3 separate regions of the Mus musculus genome follow, and regions 1 and 3 are each linked to region 2. Evidence: chromatin contacts called from public Hi-C and HiChIP or PLAC-seq data. All regions are on one chromosome and are shown on one strand. The core of a region is the stretch at or near the end of the contact, and the rest is flanking DNA. Distances in the headings are between cores, read along the strand shown.

Region 1 (4,385 bases), core at 310-2,809, 130 kb after region 2:
CGAGTAGATGGCTCAGCTGGTAAAGGGTATTGCTGTACAAACCTCGTGGCCTGAGTTCAATCCCAGCACTTCACAATCCCGACTTCATAGACCCTCTGGCCACCATACATGCACCGTAGCATACGCATCCACATAAGCACACACCAGGCACACAAATGTCTCCTCACTAATAGCAGATCCTTTAACAGGAAAAGATGAATGGCGCCTGAGGAATGATCTGAGGTGATCTCCTAGCCTCAACAAGAAACACAGACCCGCTGTCACCCACAAAGTGAGACTCTTCCAGAAGGGAGACCTGACATGAAACCTGTGTGGGGTTGGGGGGGAGGGGGGCGTCTAGTGTGAGGATTCTGCCTACTTGGTAACAAAAAGGCACGAACAGGCTTCCAACAGCATTCCAGACGCAGGCATGGACTCAGGGTCCCACAATGCAGGGAGAGCATAGGGCTTGTCCAGATCACGAGGCTGTGAGGTAGCAGGAGTGAGTGACTAACTAGTTAGTAGACTCTGGTCAGGGCTGTTTCCAGGGGTAGGAAACACAGCTGGGAACTGAAGGGAAGGAAGACCTATTCGAGTGACTGCTGGTTCCCTAAGACAGAAAACAAAAACAAAAACAAAACAGCATTGCTCCTCCCTCCCTCCCTCCCTCCCTCCCTCCTTCTCTTCCTCTCTTCCTCCCTTCCTCCCTTCTCTCCTTTTCTCCCTCCCTTCCCACTTCATTCATGTTGGAGTAGAACTTTGAACCTCAGACTGCTAGATAAGCATTCTACTATTGAGCTACATACACCAGAGCACTTGGACTTATATTTCCCACCACCACCCCCCAAAAAATTCCCAGATGTCTCCAGGTTCCAGACTCTAGCCTGCAACTGCCTGCCCACTGAGTGTAACTGGGCTCCAGAGAACTCAGGCAGCCTGCCCCAGCCTACTCAGCCTCACTCCCTTCCTATTTTATAGATCAGTAATTTGAGCTGGAGAAGATGTGAAACCATTTCCTCCAGGCCCTACTAGTCCCAGACCTGGGGGAAACCTGGTCTACCTCTAAAGGCATAAAGGGCCCAAAGTGGGTGTGGGGCAGCCAAAGTCTGATGTCGATTTAGCCTGGGGTCAGCTATGCACAGCAGTGGGTGCCTGGGCTGGGTTGGGCTGCTTGACTCTCAGTCTGGTTTCTTTGTCTTGTGTGGACAAGGCTGAGCTCAAATGCACCTGCTTGGGCTGCAGGGCTGCGGGGGAGGCTGCAGCTTGAGCTTGGCTGACTTGAGACTCTGAGCGATCAGGCAGAGAGAGGAAACAGTGAGAACACGCTGCTCACCTACTGCTGTGGGCAGGGGACATCCTCTGAGGCTACTTGGGACAGGGCAGGGCAGGGTCCCCCCATAGCATGACACCAGAAGGCAAAACTGGCAGTGTCCAGCAAAGTTAAGGGCCACCCTGACCCATACTGGTTCAGGCCACTTTCAGGGCGAGGGAAAATGACCCAGGGCATGTGCTGGCTCAGACCAGAGTCAGCTGGCCTGGTTTGCTGACAACCCCTCCACCCACCTCGTGCTCTACTCTCTGCAACCCTGGCTGTGGGGACTTCCCTCTTTGTGTCCCTGCAGTCTCAAGGTGCAGGCAAGGGCAATCAGGCTACAGACACTTGGATCTAGACACTTGATGACATATCTTTTTAGGGAAATAGATGAGCAAAAGTGGGAGACAGGCCTGAAGAGGGCAAAGGGACCACCTGTCACATGAGAAGACAGATTAAGACAGCAAGCTAAGTATCCCCATGCCTACATGTTCCTGAAGGGTAAACTGAGGCTCAGAGACTGGAAAGTGCCTGCCACAGGCAACTTGGAGTTAGGAAGAACCCCAGGACAGTCATCCTGGGTCCATCTCATGGAACCAAGACAGAGCTGCCTTCTCTGACCCCAACCTCAAGTTCAGGAAGTTGCAACACTTCCTTGTTTCCATAGTAACTAGCTACTGCTCCAGGAATACACTGAAATGTTTTTGTTACCTCCTCTGTGCAGGCCCTGGGCCAACCTGTGAGGACAGGGATGGATGGACGGACAGACGGACGGAGAAAGGGAGTGTGAAGGGAGACCCAGTCCCAGCCCCAGCCTAGGATGATAGCAAGCAACTAAGAAAGAGAGCAGAGGGGAGGGAGGAGGGAGAGCCTTCAGTGGAGAACCTTCCCAGCATCTGATACTATCAGGGGACAAGCTCAGGGGTACAGCTTTTGACCTGACTTCTCAGGGATGAGTAGACGTTCACCAGACCGAATGAAGAGGCTAGAGAAAATGTCAAGGCTCCGGCCTTGAGGTACCTCTCACCTTCAAAAGCTGCAGTGTGCTGTGTGAGCCTGGTGGCTCAGCTGCTTGGGAGGCTGAGACAGGTGAAAGGGAAGTGAAAGGCCCCACCTGTACTGCAGAGTGTCAGTTCAAGGTCAGCTTGGGCAACCAAGAGAGACCTTGTCACCAAATAAGAAATTAGTAGGGATTGGCATGTAGCTTAAGACACATGACTCTGGATTTGACCCCCAACCTTGAATAACCCATATGTGTGGGACCTGCCTATGGTCCCAGCACTTGGAAGATGGCAGCTGGAGGTTGGAGAATTCAAGGCATCCTCAGCTGTACAGTGAATGCCAGGCCTGAACCTCAGAAAGTCTCATCAAGTCCGGGAGGGGACCTCCGTGGTACAGTACTTGCCTAGCGTGGCTAAAGCTCCAGGTTTGATCCCCAGTACTATGAAGGAAAGAGGGGAGGGAGGGAGAGAAAATGGTAGTGGGGGGACTAGAACTCAGCACAGAAAGCAGAGAAGATGAAGGCTTGATCACTGACCAAAAAGGAAGATCGAGACCACAATGCAAAGTGTGGACCAGATGCCCAGGCCCCTTCCCAATTTCAAGTGTCTAATGGGCGTGCTGACAGAGTAGGTACTGTAGCAGTGACAGTACAGGTGACAACCCTAAAGGATTCTAGATAACCACTCTCTCCGAGGGGAACAGGACTGGGGACTGGACAAATCCACAGCCCGGTTCTCAGGCTAGTGAGAGACGCTCCCTAACTGTCCCAGGGAAGCAGCCTAAGTGAATGAAGGCTTTAAGAACCTTGAGAACTGCGCACAGGTTGCTGCTTTGCTTGTCGTCTCCCCATCCTGCATGCACTTGGTCCAGCAGGGAGAAGGCCAGCCTCAGAGAGTGGAGAATGGAGGCAGAGGGAGGCCAGAGCGCTAGGGTAGGCGCACCCAGCACCTTGCTAGTTTTATTTCCCCTCTCTGAGCCTCAGTTCCCTATCTGGAAAGAGAAGGAAGGTATGATGGACAGGTTCCTCTATTACCCCCTGATCCCACCCACTAAATCATCTCTGGATCTGTGGGTTCCGGGAGGGGTCATGTCACCTGACACTGCAGCAACAAATCCAAACTGTGGTTTAGGACAAAGCAACATTTGGTGGCTAAATAGGCCAGACACATGGGCAAGGAGTCTCAGGGGGGTGGCAGTGGTTTCTGGGGAACCCCCCACATGTACTGAAGTGTCTTACCAGAGGATGGCAGCCGTGGGCAGGCTACAATTAAGGGACCAACAGTACCCCAGACACCACAGTGAATAAACACCTTCATGCTTGCCCCAGGCCCAACAGCTCTGGAGAGCGGGGTCAGGGTAAGCCAGACCTCTATGAGACAAAGCAGAAATCCCAAGCAGGGGAGCCTTGTACCTGAGCCTTACTCACTCCAGTGGAGGGCATGGTTGGGATGCCTGGGTTCCAGTTCCAGCTCAACTAGCGACCTGTCCCTCTGGTTTAGACCCACTGTGTAGATGAAGGGCTGATGTTATTACTGGTGCACGTGGTAATAACACTCTGTGCTCTCTGACACAGTGCTGTTGCATAGCACCTGACAAGGGTAGGGCCTCCTGTCCGATGTTCCTAACAGCCACAAGGGATGCCACAGCAGGAAGCAATGCCAACAGCTCTGATTCCAAACCCAGAGCTTCTTACAGAGAGCCCTGAGCTTTGGAGCCTGGGATTGTTTGGGTGGGATGGGCCTGGACAGATGGCAGTGGGCAGTGAGGGGCAAGCTAGACTCGGGCGAGTGCCAGTGGAAGGCGGGCTAGAGAGGACACATGTCTCACGTCCATGCTGCCCCCACCTCCCTGGACAGGGCTCCACCTTCAGTAGTGAATGAATGTGACAGGAAGAGCCTGAAAGACAAAACCACCTTCCCAAAGCACCCAGTACAGGATCCTGCTTGCTCAGCAAATGCCAGCCGCCTTCTTCCCCGTGTCCCCAAACCATCTGCCTCCCTAGCCACTTCCACATCCCATGACCTGAGGGTTCTACTTCCCCATCCAGCCTGATGTCTTCAAGCTGCCCAGATTCAAAGAAAACAAGAAGGCC
Region 2 (4,956 bases), core at 425-2,924:
GCTTGCCCCCTACCTGCTCAGCTGGCAAGGGGTCCAGGCTAAGGCTCTATACTTGTGAGGACCCCCTCAGTAGCACTGATGCTGATGGAGAGCCTGGCCTGCAAGGGCGGGAGCTGCCCCCAGGGCTGGAGGAGAAGCAAGAATCGAGTTGCTGTGTTCCTGGACTCCCTGAGGTACTCAGGAGGCAGAGGTTTAAGAGCCAAACACTAGGCATGCTAGCTGGGTTTTCAGAATCTACTGGACTTCAAATGAGTGAGAACACCCAACAGCAGGTCCTATAGTGAAAAACCCAACTAAGACAGTTGAGATAGGTTGAGAAGTCATGGTATTGGGGTAAATTGTATGCTTCCCCAATTGTTGAAGTCCCTAGGACCTGTGAAGGAAACCCTATTTAGAAACAGCATTGCTGAAGATCAAGTTAAGATGAGGTCATGAGTGTGGGCCCTGGTCCAGCATGGCTGGTGTCCTTGAGAGCATTTGGGACATTTGGATACAACAAGCAGACGGTACCCTCTTCAAGGAGGAGTGAGAAGGACCGTGGAGACTCCAGAGCCTGCAGTGGTTTTGTAGCACCAGCTAAGACACTTCTAGCAGCTTGGAGGAGCCCTCCTTCCCTGGTACCTACATAGGAGCTTGACAGGACCCACACTTTGGTTTTGGGTCTTTTGGGCCCCCAAACTATGAGATAGTTAATGCACACCATTATGGTACATGTGTTGGGCCCTTTATTAGTGGTTGCCCAGAAAACTACCATGAGGTGATCCCTTTGAAATCTAAGTCACAGCCCATCATGATTCCAGAGGTTCTTGCTGACTCGGTCCTGATTATGGCTTATGATGTGGGTCTCAGCTTCTGTGGCCAGTCACTGCTCTAAATCCATTTCCTTAGTGCCTCTGTTGACCCTGCTGCAGCCTGACTCCAGAGTTAGCCATCCTGACTTGGCTCCCTCTTGCAGGGTCTCCCTTCGCTGAAAGTCCTTCCTCAGCCACACTGTTCCAAGCTATAATCCTTCCCACCTCACCCCGTGCTTCTTCTCTATCTTAGCTTTGCCACACTGATGTTTCAAGTATTTATTTTGTTTACTTCTGCCTCTCTGGCTAAAAGGCGGGATCTTTGTCAACTGGAATCCTTGTCTGATACACGCTGTTTGAACAGCATCTATGTGTCCTTACAAGATAATAAATACTCTTTGTATAAAGGAGACAAATAGCTACCTGAATTAATGAAGGAGCGAAGAAATGAGTGAGTGTACACTGGCTAATCACAGGCTCCAGAGATCTGCATGTCCTGGCTACCTGTGCCTGCCTATCCAGGGACTAGGTTGCCAGCCTGCTGTCTGGCAGAACACAAGCTATTTCCCAGGAAGTCTATTTGAACAGGAAGCTCAGACTGGCCAACAAAGGGGCCGGGAAGTAGTGGGTACAAGCCACATGAGTCAGGCCTCTAATGAATCTTTCCCCATTGCTAGAGTTGCTTTTGAAGGGAGGGGTACAGAGGCAGCTGAGACATTCAAAGCACAGCAGTCCTGGGAGAGGGGCTGGGGGGAGGGTATTGCTTCTCCCAGGACACAGGCCTGATGAAGGTTTCCAGATGGCTTCAGGCCTAGACCCACATAAGTTCCTTGAATTTGGAAATGCAATTTCCTTTCTTGCCAGAGCAGTCTGTCTGTCTGTCTGTTGTCTGTCTGCTTGTGTTACTGTACACTTCCCAGTCTGTTCGAGGCAGCCTGGGGAATAGCACCTACTTTGCACAGGACAAAAGTGAGGTTCAGATAGGGAAAGGACTGGATGTGACAATGCACACCAGCCAGGTGGGGGACCAGGCAGGGCTGCAACCCAGGCCCCCTAGCAGCTCATCTTTTTTTTTTTTTTTCCTTTCTTTTTTTTGGTTTTTCAAGACAGGGTTTCTCTGTGTAGAGAGGCTGTCCTGAATCTCACTTTGTAGACCAGGCTGGCCTTGAACTCAGAAATCCGCCTGCCTCTGTCTCCTGAGAGCTGGGATTAAAGGCGTGCGCCACCACACCTGGCTGCAGCTCACCGTTTTAAATGAGGAAGCTGAAGCTCCGAGAGGTTCAGGGGCCGCTTTCTCACAAAGCAAATTAGCAGAAGTTCTGCAGCCCTGAGTCATCTTTCCTAGCCTTGTGCTTTTTGCAAGATGTCATGAAGAGGGTGGGGAACTTTCTGGGCATGGTGGTGACTGACTTGTCACCCAGGTGTGTAAGTTGAGGGTGGCAGCAGCGATGGCAATGGGGTGGGGTAAGAGTGGGGAAAATAAGGAGTCCTGTCTAAAGGCCTTGCTGCTTGGGGTGCCAGAGAAGGAGAGATCAGCAATGGGCTGAGCAGGAGAGCATGCCCTGACTCCTCTGTGTTCTGGGCAGACAACTCGGCAGGCCCGTGAGCTTTGCCAGGAAACTGCTACCTGGTGCCATCTTCCCCTCTTCTCCCTGTCTGGGGTGAGAAGGAGCTCTCCGGGCGGGCTGCCTGCTTCTTATCGGTGCCATTTCCCACAGCGGCTTCTTCCTCTCCCCAGTGTGGTCCCAGATGTCCCCCACCTCCAAGGGTTCTGGACGTGAGCAGACAGGCCATGCAGGAATGTCTGTCTGGGCAAAATCTGAAGGTGGCCGCCAGGGCGGGGCGCCGGGTAGGAGGCTCGATGTTGAAATCAGGCTCCTTGGAGCTGAGCTCAGCTGAGCAGCAGATGTCTGACAGGGAGAAAGCTCTGTGGGCCTGCTGGGGGACCAAGGGCAGGTCGCCGTCCTTTTCTGGGCCCTGGTTTCCTTCCATCACCAGGGAAGTCAGCTAGTGTGGATTCTGTACCTTTCTTTGTGATGAAGGGCACTGGCTTCCTTAAGTCTAGCTGGGTAAGGTCACCATTGGGGTGACCTTGCTCATGCCCTGGGAAGGTGGCATGGGGCCAGGCAAGAGACTCCCAATACACATCGTGCTGTCAAGACCAAGAAGCTGCCTCTAAAGGAGCCAACATGCCACACTTCTTTGCCTTTCCCTTTCCCGGAGCTTATTAATGAGGTTCTAATTCTCTTAGACCAGGTACTCCATAAAGGCAGCAAAGCAGCTCTATCTATTTTGTTCACTTCTGCATCCTTGATGATTTTGTGCCTGGACCAAGACAGGTACCGGACAAATGATTATCGAAAGACTAATGGAGAGCTACCAACTTATTAGTTTACTGGTAGGATGTCAGCTCTACCCTTTACTGTCTATATTCTACGACTAATGTCCAATAAACGACACGTATTATTTTTAGGATTAAAAATGCATAACCAACTTTCATTTTAAACTTAGTAGAATCTAAAGTAAAGACTCCCCTCCCCCCACCTTTTCTGAAAAGTGCTATATACCGTATTCATAACCAGGGTATCAAGCATGAAACAATTTCTTAGCACCAACCGACTTTCAGAAGCCTGGCGTATTGGCGGCTCAGGGTGAGGTACGGCCAGTTGAAATGCTGAAGAGCTACCCTCTCTCTCTCCCAGCATGTTTGGCTTCCACCCCAGTACAGTCTTGTTCCCGTCTCTAAACTGTATTCTCTGCCTCTGGCCCTAGCTTGCTCTCCCTGGCAAAGGCTTCTAAAAGGCAAAGCTGACCATGTCACTTGTGTGAACATCAACCTTGCTTTCTACAGTAGCCAGGACCAAGTTCCAAGGTCTAGCATCTTAGACTGCCATTCATGGCCTCAAGTGATGCTGTCCTTGGCTTGGATGGCTTTTGTCTGGTGCATGCTGTGGTGCCTGTGTGTACGGACCTGAGTTTGCCTTCTTTATTAATGTTACTGCTCTCCCTACGTGTCTGTTAACATGCTGGGCTGCAGCCAGCTGCCAACATGGAGTTGGGAAGAAACCTGTTGGCCATGCAGGAGTGGCAGGGCCGTGGAGGCTCTCAGTCTTCTGTCCACCAAGCTCTGGGATGTTCCAGGAGTCGAGGAAGAATAAGTCCCTGCCAGTATCTCAGGCTGTCAAAGAGGCCTCATTTCTGGTCCACCATGGCATGAGGATGCTATTGTTTGGGTGCTGTGTCCCTCTAGAAATCTGCTACCTATTAAGAGACTATGAAGAGGTGGGGCCTGTGGGAGGTGAGAAGGTGGTGAGGCTATACCCTCGGGAAGGAGATGATTTCCTTGATGAAGTGGCTTGAAGAAGCCCTGTCACTCCTCCTGTCAGGAAAAGGATGCAGGAAGAAGGTGCCAGCAGATATCAAGGACCCCCCCACCAGGCCCATATCTGCTAGCATTTTGATCTTGTCCTTGCCAGCCTCTGTGCTGTGAGCTGTAGATTTCTGTTGTCTATAATGCGCTCAGATCGATGTGTTTTGTGGTAGCATGTTGCGCATCACCTGCTCTCTGCTTCGGTTTACTCAGTGCACGCGCAGTGTGGCAGCCCTGGGTTCCAAGCCACTGCTGCTCAATGCTCTGGAGCACAGAGAGCCCACACCCACCTTGGGTTCCAGACAGACCTGGGAGCATGGTATGTAATTGAATTTGGCCTAATTAACTCATTGAGCTGAGGAACAACTATTACTGACAGAGCCCTGGGTGTCAGCGGAGGCTGGAAATCAGGAGCCAAGAGAGCTCCCACATCCTCAGAACCCGTAACTCCTCAGATGCTAGGAGCCCCAGAGGTAGGTAGCACTGATCCTGTCACACAAAAGAAGCAGCTCGAGGCTCTGAGTGACTTAGTAGAGATTGAAGCCCTCATTCTCTGTGGCCAGGGCCTCTCGACCATGCACTCTCCTCTGCCTGGGATGTCATTCTCACACACTTCTCAGAGCAGCTATGCTTATGGGGGCATCCAAACAAGGGTTACTTTCTCAGCCGAGCCTTCCTAGGTTCTCAGCCATGAGCTAGCTGCCTTCACTGTCCTTTGCAGAGGCCTCATGCTGTAGGGGGAGGAGTGTTCAGCTCACAGTGTTCACTGTCCAGCACAGGCTCAGGCACACAGGC
Region 3 (4,808 bases), core at 1,294-3,793, 120 kb before region 2:
CACACACACACACACACACACACACACACACAGAATTGGGGGGGGGTGTTTCTGATTCACTGAATCGAATGTGAGTCTTAAGATTCTTCCTCTCTAACACGTTGCCGGACAATCCCGCCACTGCCAGGCTGGATACCACACTTGATGATGACACACGGAGCTTTGTCCAGGCCTCTCAAACTCAAAGCCCACAAGAGCCAAGCAGGGCAGGTGTGTGGAGGGAGCTGTGGCAAGAAGAGGTGACTTGAAAAGAGTGAACACTGGCTCTAGTGGTCAGCCACTCCTCCACCTCAGCTAGTGAAAACCCACCGCTGGTGACGGCCCACAGTTCTGGGTTGTCTCCCAGTTTTAAATCCTGTGGTAAGAAATCCAACTTTAAGAAACCCTCCTCTGTGTGCATGTGCAGGCTCACATCACTTCATTTATAACAACCCTGACAGAGAAGCAGCCCAGAGTGCCCTGTGTCACGTCATTGGCATACAGTGAGTATTCCTAGGCAGCAAGAGAGGGTGAAGTATGGACACATGTTTCAGCATGCTCGAGCCTCAACAACATTACGTGAAGTGGAAGAAACCAGACAAAAGGATGAGTGTAAGCTAGGGAGATCTACAGAGACAGGAAGCAGATTATATGCACAGAGAAGTAGAACAGGAAGCAGGCATGAAGGAGCACAGAGTGACTTTTAGAGGGTGACAAATGTATCCTAAAATCAGACCGTGCACAACTTTGAATATACTAAAAACCATTGAAGTGACCATTTTCAATGAGTGAGGCATGCATTATTTGGATCATGTTTCAACAAAGACATCAAGCTGTTCAGGAGAGTACTAGGTCCTTTCATATATAAAATGCAGTTGCAAGTCAACAAGAAAAAGGGTAGGGTTGAAAAGATGGCTCAGTGGTAAGCCCTTCTGCAGCTGTTTCAGAGGAACAGAGTACAGTTCCAAGTACCCATATTGATTGGCTCTCAGCTGCCTGTAACTCCAGCTCCAGGTGATCTGACACCCTCTTCTGACTGCAGCAGGCACCTGCATGCATGTGCATAGAAAATATTTTAAAACGTGCACAGAAAATACTCTGAGGAATATGAGCAAGCCATTCTTTTGTTTTTAAGACTTATTTATTTATTTTATGCATGTGAGTACACTAGCAAATCATTCTTAAATACATGCAAAGATGCCTCTTGCTCGTTATGAAAGATGTCTGTCAAACCTGCTCTGAGAGAATCTCATACCTTTTAGATTAGTGATACTATAGTCTCCCCTCATGGAGAAAGGTACATTTCAAGATGCCTGCTCTGGGGCTGGAACTAGGGGATACAATGGCAAGATCAAAACTAGCATGAGGGACTGGCAAGATGGCTCAGCAGGTAAGAGCACTGACTGCTCTTCCAAAGGTCCTGAGTTCAAATCCCAGCAACCATGGTGGCTCACAACTACCTGTAATCCTCTTCTGGTATGTCTGAAGACAGCTATAGTGTACTTATGTATAATAATTATAAAGAAAAAAAAACTAGCATGAATCTCTCTTAGATTTCCCAGCAGAGGCTTGGTTCTCAACACACATTTTTAGCAACTTGGACCTTCATGGTATTGGTAGATTTCCCCCTTTCAGGTAAGAGAAGCACTTTACAACACCTCCTTGGAATATGGGTTGACCTGTGCTTCAGGTCAATTCGTATGTAAAATGAGAGCCACTTGAACATAAGCACTGTAGATGGTACCATTCATCAGTATCAGGCAGTCACTGAAGAACTAATGAGCAGGTAGCGGGTAGCGTATATACTATGGACTCACGGAGCAATGAGACCTCTGATGCTTCAGGCATGTGGCTCTCATCTTGTTCCTCAGAACTGTGCACAGTTTAAAGCTTATGAGTTGTTTCTGGGACTCTACTCCAGAGGGTCCGGAACACGAAACTGGTGAAGCATTGTGGGAGTTGAGGCAGCGGCAATAGGTCTTATCGCTAAAAAATGGCGCTCATAACCTTTGCCTCAGGAGTTTCACTTCTGGAAATTTACTCTACAAATCCACTCACAGGCATGTATACAGGCATGTATACACGTGTACCAAGCACTCATTGTAGCACACGACGAACTTGCATGAATTCTGCCACCGTGCAGCCCTGAAGGAGAATACAGTAGCTACTGGTGCTGGCCGTCGTGACAGAAACGCCAAGCTTAGTTGGGTTGGAGTTGTAGCTCAGTGGGTAGAGGGCTTGTCCAGTCTGCACGAGGTCCTGGGTTTGATTCCCAGCACACCGTAAAGCAAGTATGGGGATGGGATGCAGGCCATGAGAGCTGAAGGCTGAGCCCTCATTTTCCTGTATTTACTTCCTGTCTCTCCAGGCACGCCCCAAAGGTGAGGGTCTGACGCCGTACCAAGGCAAGAAGCGCTGCTTTGGCGAGTACAAGTGCCCCAAATGCAAGAGAAAATGGATGAGTGGGAACTCTTGGGCCAACATGGGGCAGGAGTGCATCAAGTGCCACATCAACGTGTACCCGCACAAGCAGGTGGGTAGGCGGGGCCTGGGTAGGGGTGGAGCTAGCTGTGGGACTGAGCAGCCTGCAGTGGGTGGGGCTGGGGGAAGTCGCAGGGCGCTCTTTCAGGCTCCCTGCAGGGTGATTCTTTCCCCCTTCTGAGGCTTCACTGGCTCTCTACTCTGGAACCTGAAGCTGAGGTGTGTGGGTGGGGTAGGCAGGAAGGGTAAGCCATGGTGGATGACTGGGAGGACAGGGAATTAGGACAGCTCAGTTTCTACAAGTCTTCTAGTGTCTGGGTTCCGAGGATCTGGGCTGCAGGTCTGGGGGACTCACAGACTGTCTTATGACCTAGACAGAAAGGCAGAACCAGTTCGCACACTCAGAGGCAGAGGAACTGGACACGTGGCAGTTTTTCTGTGTGGGCCAGTGTCTGGCAGGACAGGCTAAGTATGGGGTCCCTTCCATCTTGCCAAGATACCCCTCGGTCCCTGATGGCTTTCCCTGCCTTCCTCCATCCCACATCCTACCAGCATAGCCTAAGTGTAGCCTGCTGACCTGCCAGCCTGGCTCTACACAGAAGAGCCCAATCTAGATGAATCTTTCAAGAGCTCGAAGCTCCATGCTTCCCACTCACCATCATCCAGCCAGTATTTGTTGAGCACCTACTGTGTGCTTTGGGAAGATTGAGGTACACAAAGGCAATAGGTTTTGAACAATCGCACCCTGCAGCACACACACCAGCCACGTTCTGGGTTCCTGGGTCCTTGTGTTCCTTTCTTTGGCTTGAGATTTGGGAATACCTCCCCCTTGCTCTCCTTGTGAGGGAGTGGAGCCTGTCCTCTTGCCCCTCCCCCAGTGCTGACCTGGGCCACCTCACTCCTCTGAGAAACCCTGCCCCCACTACATCTGTTTCCTGTCAGACTCCAACTGTGTCTCCCCCAGACAACCCAGCCCCCCTCCCACCCCAGAAGAGAGGAAAACACACGGGCTTTGCTCCCCTGCTGGGGGCTGGGGGTGGGGTGGGGCAGTTCACAGATCAGTCCCAGCTGCTGGGTGTTTCCTTCCACGGAGGGGAGTCATCCTGACAGCTCCCCCAAGCTCCCCACTGGCAACTTGAGGCTGCAGGCTGAGTAAGTCTTAGCAGCTGGCTAGAATCCACATTGACCAAGGCCAAGGAGAAAAACAGTTTTAAGGAACCTCAGGCTTGGGCCGGCCAGTGTAGGCCAAGAGTATTTCCCAAGGATTCAGCTGATGGTGGTCCTGCCCTTTCAAAACATTACTGATAATATTCAATATTAATACTAATGTATGGACAGTTCCCCATGAGCCAGGTACCCTTCTAACCACAACCCCATGAAACAGGACTTCTATTACGTATATTTTATGAAGGAGAACAATCATGCAAAGAGATGCTAAATTACTTGCTGACTGTCCACACAGACATTATGAAGTCTTTGTGGAGCTCGGTAGTTATAGAATCATTTACTGTCTAGTACACACGTGCACACACACACACACACACAGCTAAGCCTAGATGACACCTGTCACTAACCTGCTAGCTCAGGCTGTAGAAAGATGAGCTGAGGTAGCAGCCATCAGCCAATGGATGGCAGAGGTGGTGTTCAAAGCTGTCTGACGTGTGATACTACGAGCTGTGGACACACTGCAGAGACATGGGCAGAGCAGTTTTCCAGAACACTCTGCAAGCCTCTCAGCTCTCCTCATTGGCTCTGCCCTTACCCGTGGGAGCTCTGGATCTCTGTCAGCCCCTGGCATAGAAACCAGGACAGCAGTGCCTGGCAGGGTGGGCAGAGCAGTGCAAGCGAGTTCTCAGGACCACAAGGGTGGAAGCGGCCGCAAAGGAGGATGCCGCCCCAGGGACCGAAAGCCAGGGACCTGGAACAGGCTAGGAGAGAGCATGAGATCTAGAGCTCTGGGAGGAGGACAGGCAGCATGCCTGAGAGTATGGGGCTTGGGGTTCACTGTTTCCTCTCTGGAGTACTCTGGGTAAGACTTTTAAATGGCTTATGGTTTCCTCATCTGTGGTAAAACACCAGTCTTATGGAAGCTGTCCCCTTGAGTCAGCCTGAGTTCCATGGCAGTGCCTAGCCATACAAAAGGAGGAGCAGAGACAGTGTAGACTAGCCCACTCTTGTCCCTCTATCCCCTACTAGAAAGCTGGCTCGTGGAGGGCCTGGGAAGAGCTGAGGGGAGCCGTGGAAACTGACTAGACAGCTTGGGTTTGGCCTGGGGTAGATAACATGCTCCACTAGTCACCATCCTGAGCAGAGAGCATGGGAGGAGGCCCTGGGTGCTGGGAACATCC

The links. A called contact is a pair of places that touch in the nucleus more often than the background predicts. HiChIP or PLAC-seq counts read pairs in DNA pulled down with a chosen protein or histone mark.
Region 1: a contact with region 2 is called in a Hi-C map of bone marrow-derived macrophages, with 1.7 times the contacts expected there. The contact joins two enhancer-like sites. A contact is called at or near these places in 24 of 484 Hi-C or Micro-C datasets (B cells, CD4 T cells, the HL-1 cell line and 15 more), 13 of 115 datasets of contacts at active chromatin or transcription factors (the 230-238 cell line, CD8 T cells, the HPC-7 cell line and 7 more) and 3 of 9 other capture datasets (adipose tissue, liver and pancreatic islet).
Region 3: a contact with region 2 is called in an H3K27ac HiChIP or PLAC-seq map of microglia, with 4 times the contacts expected there. The contact joins two enhancer-like sites. A contact is called at or near these places in 2 of 115 datasets of contacts at active chromatin or transcription factors (embryonic stem cells and microglia).

Annotation. Positions count from the first base shown.
Region 1 is chr14:25,470,290-25,474,674 of GRCm38.p6, reverse strand. The region is part of intron 1 of Zmiz1 (zinc finger, MIZ-type containing 1); the gene reads right to left. Among named protein-coding and RNA genes, the nearest start is that of Zmiz1, 13 kb to the right of the region's middle. Within about 2 kb of position 1,559, at least 170 of the 459 cell types and tissues checked have an H3K27ac peak or open chromatin away from gene starts, as enhancers often do. A contact at or near this core is called in the HPC-7 cell line, bone marrow-derived macrophages, conventional dendritic cells and 3 more, where this site is marked.
Region 2 is chr14:25,597,714-25,602,669 of GRCm38.p6, reverse strand. All of the region lies in intron 6 of Zmiz1 (zinc finger, MIZ-type containing 1), which reads right to left. Among named protein-coding and RNA genes, the nearest start is that of Gm45915, 3.3 kb to the left of the region's middle. Within about 2 kb of position 1,674, at least 57 of the 459 cell types and tissues checked have an H3K27ac peak or open chromatin away from gene starts, as enhancers often do. A contact at or near this core is called in the HPC-7 cell line, bone marrow-derived macrophages, conventional dendritic cells and 3 more, where this site is marked.
Region 3 is chr14:25,717,331-25,722,138 of GRCm38.p6, reverse strand. It overlaps Zcchc24 (zinc finger, CCHC domain containing 24), which reads left to right. Exons shown (of 4, transcript NM_001101433.2): 3 at 2,348-2,512. Among named protein-coding and RNA genes, the nearest start is that of Ppifos, 18 kb to the right of the region's middle. Within about 2 kb of position 2,543, at least 83 of the 459 cell types and tissues checked have an H3K27ac peak or open chromatin away from gene starts, as enhancers often do. A contact at or near this core is called in microglia, where this site is marked.